Regions from separate parts of the Pan troglodytes genome. Here region 2 is linked to region 1. The links are chromatin contacts, called in public Hi-C maps. All regions are on one chromosome and are shown on one strand. Each heading gives the region's core, a stretch centred on a gene start, on an enhancer-like site or on the middle of the called end of the contact. The rest is flanking DNA. Distances are from core to core; before and after follow the strand shown.

Region 1 (4,245 bases), core at 1,285-3,784:
TATACTTGTTATAGATGTTTATTTTGATAGGTATAGAGTGTGTCATATAAAAGCATGCTATATAGCAGCACTAGAACCTGCAAACTATGACCCAGAAATCAAAGGCCAAATTCTGCCTGCATTTGTTTTTTTAAATGAAGTTTTATTGGAATACAGCTCATTTATTTATAGTTGCTTTCCTGCCACAATAGCAGAGTTTAATAGTTTGACAGATATTTGCAAAGTCTAAATTTTTTACCATCTGGCCCTTTACAGAAAAAATTTGTTGACCACTGGACTAGCACATGAAAACTTGTAAAGGAATACATATTTTTAATTTGTTTTTGTACTGTTTAATAACAAGAAAGAATACAAAAATATCATTTCAAATGAATTTTATTTTCTTTAACAGTGAGGAAAATTTGTGTTATTGCTTTACATTTTTAAAAAAACCTTAATAATATCCTGTAGCAGGAGTTTGTGGTTGGATGCAAATCCGTGTACACTTTTAGGTGGATAGTTAGTAAGCTTGTGTATCTTTAAAGGGAAATATTTTCTAACACATGCTGTGAGATTGGCATAAAAAGGAAACGGAGAATAGAGTTCAGGTGAGTCAGTGAAGTGGCTTCTAACCATGCAGCTATTATATGCCTGAAAACTGCATGCGTCGAGGTTAGTCTGCAAGCCCTTACCAGCTTGTTATTGGCAAGGTTTCCAAACCTCTAACTGTATTATGGCTGTGGATTCATTATCTATAGCAGACTATTCCCCATGACTGTCTCAAAGATAGTTCCTGGGCCAACTTATATTTTTTAATCTGTCACATTTACTTTCCAAAGAAAAAAAGTAAAAGAAACTTGTTAGGAAATTAAAAGTGTATATGTGCTGTTATTTTTAAAATTTTTTTGGTGTCATTTAGTTGTGAAGTAGCTGTGTATGCACATTTATGGTTAAAAAAACTGGTAGGACTGTGAGGTAATATACTACTTTCCAAAGTATAGCTTTTCTATAAAACATCTAGCAGAAGGATAATAGGTAATGATGCAATGGTTAACATTACCATTTTCAAAAATTGAAAAGGAATCATCACTTGGAGCCAGTTTGGCATTTTCCTATAAGACATCCTATTTAGAGCTCTGCATCTCTGCTATGCAGTTCTGTGAATTTGAATCCAACAGAGAAGATGTAGCTTTCATACAATTTTCTTCAGTTATAAGAACCATAATCGTTCCAATGGGATGCTGTAAGCCTGGGTCACTTAAATCGTTTCTGAAGACAGCAGGTGCTCTTCAGGGATGTGCAAGATGAGGAAAGCACCTGTTGTTGATTGTGTCTCAGGATCACCTACATAAACTTAGTGCAGGTCGACGTGTTCAGGAATCAGTTATGGAGAAGGATATGAAAATTTTGCACTAAGCAAATGAGCTGGTACCTAACAACAAAGAAAAATTTCCTGAAAAGTTAAGCAGTGTAGGTTCACAAAATATTTAGATACTCTCTCGAAGACAGTCCTAAGAATGTAACTGAATGGGACACAAAAATGAAGATATAAGTATTTACATTGAAATCTACTTCTCTGAAATAATTACTCCCTTCTTATCTGTTGTAAGATGTAACGCAAGATATAACATTCCCAGTCTTCTGTATTCCAATGATATGTGGAAGAATTGTGAGGATATAGAGCAGAGGTCAAAATTTGTGACATTGGGACAAATATAGCCTTCTAATATTTTATTGACTACAAATGTATTTTCATAAACTGGAAATTTTATTTAAAAATTTAGATTCCCAAATTACATTGAAAATCTGAAATATTTTGATATTTGTTTTGTCTTTAAAATATTTTTTAAACATAAAAGTTGTACATGCTGTTGGTAAAAAAAAATTCAAATAGTACAGAAAACCATAAGGAAATGTTCTTGATCCCAGTTTCATTTTCACATTTTATTAAGTATTCTTCCATGAATGTAGATGAACATACATGTGAAATATACAATTGGATCATGATAACCATATTTTTCTATGCGTATTTTTCATTCCATATTTTAACAATTCTCTTCGATTTTATTAACTTATATTACTTGAATTGCTTTATGCTTTCTTTTATTCCATTTTTATTTTCATTGCTTTAGTATTTTGAAATTAAATTATTTGATAAAGCTTCCTTTTCTCCTCTCCTACTTGATTTTGTATTGTACACATTTCACATGCTGTCCCTATGATCTTGACAGTGTGTTCTTGCAGTGATAGAGGGCGTTGGGCTTCACAGCACCAAGGGCAGGTTGGGGCTTTCCAGCCACCTCTGTGAATACCATGCTACCTTCTTCTTGGATGATCTGTCATTCCTTTATGTGGCCATCTAAAAGTTTTATTCTGGCATTTTTTCTGAAAACTCACAAGTAATAGTCATTTTTGGAGAAATAATGGTCCTTTTCTTAAAGATGTGACCATGAGGTGGCAGTAGCACACAGCAAGCATTACTTGGGTGGTGCTTTGGTAGTTTTGTAAATGGGGGAGGTCCCTTATTGCAGGACGCCTTCCCAAAGGCAATAATTAGGGGGCCACCAAGCTAAAGGAGAGGGAGGCAAAAGGAACTCTTGGGAAGAGGAGGTTTGGAGAAGGAGGCGTCAGTCTAGAGGATGTTGCTCAGCAGCATGATGGAGAGACTCTGGGTGGGAAAGCTTTTAAGGGCAGCAGAAGCTTGGGGTCTGTTACAGACCCAGGGTTTATCTTATCTACAGTTAGCAGATGTTAGGTGCAGTTTTGTGGGATTGCGCAAAGCAGGCAGGCTCTAAATGGCCAAAAATCTACTTACTTGGACTACATTTGAAACAAATGGATGTGTAAAAATGTGCATTTGTTGCCAGTGGGCTTTGGAGCTAGTGGTTCCACCCTGCTGTGAAGAAGTAAACACTGTAGGACCAATGTGCACAGACCATCTTATAACAACTAGGCCTCACTGGTTTTGTTTGTGTATGTGTGTTTTGTCATTATAACATACTACAAGTCTACAGAAAATATATACATAAATGCTTGTAGATACACTTATGTACAAATATGCGTAGAAAATAGACACATATAATGAATAGCACGTACGTACCATCTAGATTTGTTAGATTTATAATTTTGTCGTAAATGCTCCAAGTTTTTTAAAGGACTACATTACTAGAGTTGAATTCCTCTATACCCCTTCCTAGAACGATTCTCTTCCCTGCCTTTTTCAGAGGCTTTCCTATGTGTGCTTAGATTTGTATCCTAAATACGTATCATTTTAAAAGGATGTATAAAATTGTTTTGGGATGATTTAAAACTTTATATAAATGATATCATACTGTACATAGCCTTCTGCACTCTGCTTACAATTTTTGAACTGATTGAAATGTATTCAGTTGATACCTGTAGATCACATTTATTTACTGTTGCTGCTAAATAACATTTTACTGTGTGAATATAAAATGATTTAAACAATTTCATATTAATGGCGATTTAATTTGTTTCCAGCTTTTCATTTTTGCAAATGATGCTGTAGAGAACATTTCTGAACACGTCTTCTTATGCAAATGCTTCTACTTGGCTGTTTCATTGAGAGATTCTAGAAGCAAATCAGCAAATAATTCCCAAATAACCTATTGGCACAGGTCTAGAGTTATATCAAAATTAGATATAATTCCTATTCTTGATAAATTTATACTCTTAGTTTATAAGCTTTGTGTATACTTACAAATAAGAATTTTTCTACTATTTGGTAGTGTTTATCTCACCTGTCATTTTACTAAGTTTACGTGTATTTCTAAGACAGATATGTCATTAATGTCATTGCTTGATTATTTTCTCCAATACTTGGTTTTGGTAATCCCCTAAGATGCAAAGCAGATGTGACTATCTGAATTACAGTTTTGTCTTTAGGAGAACATTGTGTTAAAAAGCTTCCCTGAATTCCTAGTGCTGTCACTTTCTCAGTTAATGATTTATTAAATACATCAGAGCAATTAGAAAAATGAGATTTTTAAAAAATGTTTTCCACTACAGCTCAAGTAATTTAAATCACTCTTCTAAGAGATGTATGTTGGGAGAAGTCATAAGTGGAATGCACATGACATAGTAAGGATAATGATCAGTGTAAGCAGATAACTTCTAATGGGAAATATATACATAGCTTTGGAATTACATTCCAAATCACTTGTTTTCCCAGCATTTATTGTATGCAACAAACACATAGAAAGTGGTTAGCTGAAACAGGTAGTTTGGAAATATTTTAACATTTTT
Region 2 (3,820 bases), core at 996-3,495, 330 kb after region 1:
TGCAGAGGGAGACACTGAGGAACAGAATTTCCTTCTGAGAAGAAACTAAGACTAGAACCCAAATACTCAGATAACTCTTTCATGTCTTTTCCAGTAAAAGACTTTTAAACTTTTCGTTAAAAAAAAAAAGTATACGGTTCACTTGCATGGTGACTCTTTTGATTTAATCATTTATTTTATCTCCAATAGTTTGTTCTAAATAAAATCAAAATATCAAGTTAATTCATTACAAAATCTTTAATCACCTGAATTGATGAAATTAAGAATGATCTATTAATCACATTAACTAATCAATTAATTTTCACACCAACGTTATGAGTTAGCTATTAACATTTTATAGATGAGGAAACAGATCTGAAGAGGTGGAGTATGTTAAGAGGACACACAAATAAGAAGTTGGGGATAGACTCAGTATGCAAGGATGGCTGGCTGCAAGAGCCTCCAGGACGTATTGACTTATGTAAGCACAACCTTGATATAAACTTTAAAGCCTAAAACATGCTGTTCATTTTGATCTCCTTCTAGAAATATGTTTGATGCCAAAATCGGTTCCTATTGATGGAAAATTACCAAACTGTTCAATAGTTACTCCTATGTTTTTTATTTTTTTCATTTACATTTTATGTTCTTCATTCTTTTTTAAACATGGCTTTTAAATAATTAACAGAACAATAAGTCATGGTCATGCAGAGTGATCAATTAGCACACTTCATAAACACACTGGCAATTCAGACATAAGATAGCCAGCCTTGGAGAATTCTTTATTAGAGAATGAAAACCATTTAATGGATCAACATGTAAATCTTCAGTGTTGTATGATGAATAACATTTAGACATCATGTTTTTGAGAGTCAACTTTAGGAAATGTGTTTTTGAGAACCAATTTTAGGAAATACATCAAAAGTAAACTTTGGAACTTACCCCAAGGCCTGAAGTTACCCTGCCAAAAGAAAAAGCTATTTAAGAAACATGCACCAAACAAAAAAAAAAATCTTTAATTAATTAATTAAAGCATTAATTAATGGTCACTGACTTCTCTTACCATAGTTTCTGTATTTAAAAACTTTGATATAGAAAATAAATTATGTTCCACATTGTAAGTATGTTATGAGGATAGGTGGGATATTATAGGCAACAGAGCATTTTAAGTCAAGGTAATCTTTAATGACTCAAGTCGATTCCTCACCATTTCATAAGTTTTTACCAAAATTTCATGGAAAATAAATTCTCTGGTCTATTTGTACTTTTTATTGCCATTTCAAGCATATATGGAGTCAAAACATAGTTTTAGTATTGCTATTTTTTATATTCTTTACTTTTAGTGAATGTTAATTCAGAAGAATCTTTTACACTTCCAAAAGGTATACATATTCTTATGGCCTGTAAGTGAAATGCTTTCTGATAGTAGCTGGATATGTGTGCAAGTTTCACATAATTTAAAAATAAAAGAATCCCTTTCTCATTTCAATATTTGTGCTTTCAAAACGATTCCTTGATTTCACATAATAGCCTCTGTGGTAGGTTTTCTGAAAGAAAATGTATATGTGTTGTTAAAAAAAAATAGTTTTATTTTTTAAGACTAATTCATCCAAAATAAAGTTTACCAAGTTATGTAATATTCCTCCTTGAGCTAACTCTTCACCCTCTCATGCCAGGGGGTATAAAGGAAAGAAAGCGGAAAGGGGGAAGTCTGATTTTTTAAAAAAGATATATTGCATTGTTGTGAACAAATGTTATCAGTGCTGCTCTCATACTCAGGGAGTGTGTGTGTGTATGCTTCCTGTAGGTCTTCCCCAAGGGAATGCTGAGGCAAAAGGCAGAAAGCTGCTGAGGACAGAGTGCTCCAAAGATCCCACTCCACCTCAGCCCTGCCTTCTGCCACTGCTGACCTTTTAGGCACAGTGGTGAGCCCTGTGCCCTGCAAGGACCTTTCAGATTAGGTAGGTGAGGGTCTTTGGGAATAAATCTTGAGCAGATAGAATTTGCAGCCTGCAGATATAACCATCTACGTTCGTCATCTGAAGGCTGTCAATGCGTATCACCGAGGAAAAAGAAGAAAAAGAAAGGCTTACTTTGCAAAACTTCTATAAAGGAAAATGTGTGCAATGGAAAGTACTTGGAGTGATGTGCCCATTATGCATTCTGGAATCAGGCATTATGCAAAAGGATACATCTCCTGCATGCCTTGTCCTTTCAGATGGGTCTCAGAGTAGCCCTGAGGATGAGAGCGTCCTTGGAATCTATTATCTAATGAGTTGGCCATCCTAAATATTTACCATAACAATATGGCAAGCATTGCAGGGGTTAACTCACTTCCTATTAGCCTTTTCTCAGCACTTTCCTCTTTGTTGGGGTGAATTTATTTGTGTAATCTGAAGAATGTGTCGACTCTGCTCTGGACACATTGGCTCTGGACCACACCCAGAGGGAGCATGTAGAAAGGATCTATGTTAGGTGATACCCTGAGAGTGGAGATTTGTAGCTTAAATGAACATTATTTCTGCCAAATCATTTCAAATATGTTGTTTAGTTAAGTTCTCTTCCCTTTTACTTCTTTTCTGTGGATGCATGGTGTCATTTTATCTCCACCCAGGAACTTGTGTCAACAGCTCCCTCCTCGGACCATTCACTAGAGTTGCAATGTCACCATGTCAGAATCTTGCTTTTGTTTTTGTTTTGTTTTATTTTTAAATCTGGAATGTTTTTTACTACTGTCCATTTGCCTTTCACTTTGATGTCTGTGATTAGCTAAGCTCTCTACTAATTCAGACTGAGTACACACAATCAGCAGTCCCATGTGCCTGGATTGGCATATCAATTCCCTTCTGCTCCCCTTGGCTGGTTGGGGCTCTTTGTTACTAATTTAGTACTCAGTTTCTTATGTTCTTTAAGAGCAGAACTATCAAACTTTATTTTCTCTAAAACTTGATTATATTAATAATACAGAAGACTCATATTAGTGTGTGTGTATCTTTAATTTTTTATTTGGTTGTCAGTTTGTTTGTTTTTTAAACGTTTAGAACCAGAGTTGAGTATTTCCTATTAAAAACCTGTTGCGCCTATTGGTGTAAACTCTTTAAGGCTGACCCTGATTGTAAGATTATCTGATGACAAAGTATGGACATGCCTCCTACACTGAGCCTTTAGCAGAATGGTTTCAAGATTGTTTTCATTTATTGCCTGTTGAGAAAAGCCGCAGGAAAATGTCAAAGTAGTACTCAATGACATGTTATACTAGTTTTAAGCAAAGGGGTAATTTTTAATTTTTTATTGTTGGTGCAATTGCCTGTGTGTGTTTTTCTTTATGCTGTCTTTACATCATATAGCTTTATTTTCTCCTTCTGTATGTTTGTGGCCCTTTGATTGCCAAATCTTTTCTTGCTTTGTGATTTGGACGAAATCCATTGCTTATCTGTTAGGGTTCTCTCATCAGGTTTTCTTTAAGCCTTGGGATTTTTCCTCATTTCCTTTGTCCCAAAACATGAATCAGAATGGGAGTGTCTCTGCAGGAGGGGAGGGAGAGGAGACTGGGCTGAGTGGAAGAAAAATCTGCTTTCAGAAAAGATGCTGTTTCTTGAGGGGGTCAGACCTGAGGGAAAGTATTGAAAGTCTAGCAAACTCAAGAATCTTTTTCTCCCTTCCCCCAGCTCCAACCCCTAACAACAGGGGAGATTCAATACTGACTGTCATGTTATCCACTGGAGAATTTTACTAATAAAATTGTATCCCTGCTCTATTCAGGGTAAGTTTACATGTTGTCACAATGATATACTTCATTCTGATTTTATTATTAAGCTGTCTCAGCAATTCATTTGAAATA

The links. Hi-C and Micro-C count contacts between places; a contact is called where the count stands out from the background.
Region 2: a contact with region 1 is called in a Hi-C map of induced pluripotent stem cells, with 2.0 times the contacts expected there. The contact joins two enhancer-like sites. A contact is called at or near these places in 2 of 7 Hi-C or Micro-C datasets (induced pluripotent stem cells and stem cell-derived neural progenitor cells).

Annotation. Positions count from the first base shown.
Region 1 is chr5:109,652,182-109,656,426 of NHGRI_mPanTro3-v2.0_pri, forward strand. The region is part of intron 6 of LOC100609100 (a long non-coding RNA gene); the gene reads left to right. Among named protein-coding and RNA genes, the nearest start is that of MMS22L, 430 kb to the left of the region's middle. Within about 2 kb of position 2,535, at least 1 of the 24 cell types and tissues checked has an H3K27ac peak or open chromatin away from gene starts, as enhancers often do. A contact at or near this core is called in induced pluripotent stem cells, where this site is marked.
Region 2 is chr5:109,986,881-109,990,700 of NHGRI_mPanTro3-v2.0_pri, forward strand. The region is part of intron 3 of LOC134810342 (a long non-coding RNA gene); the gene reads left to right. Among named protein-coding and RNA genes, the nearest start is that of MMS22L, 760 kb to the left of the region's middle. Within about 2 kb of position 2,246, at least 5 of the 24 cell types and tissues checked have an H3K27ac peak or open chromatin away from gene starts, as enhancers often do. A contact at or near this core is called in induced pluripotent stem cells, where this site is marked.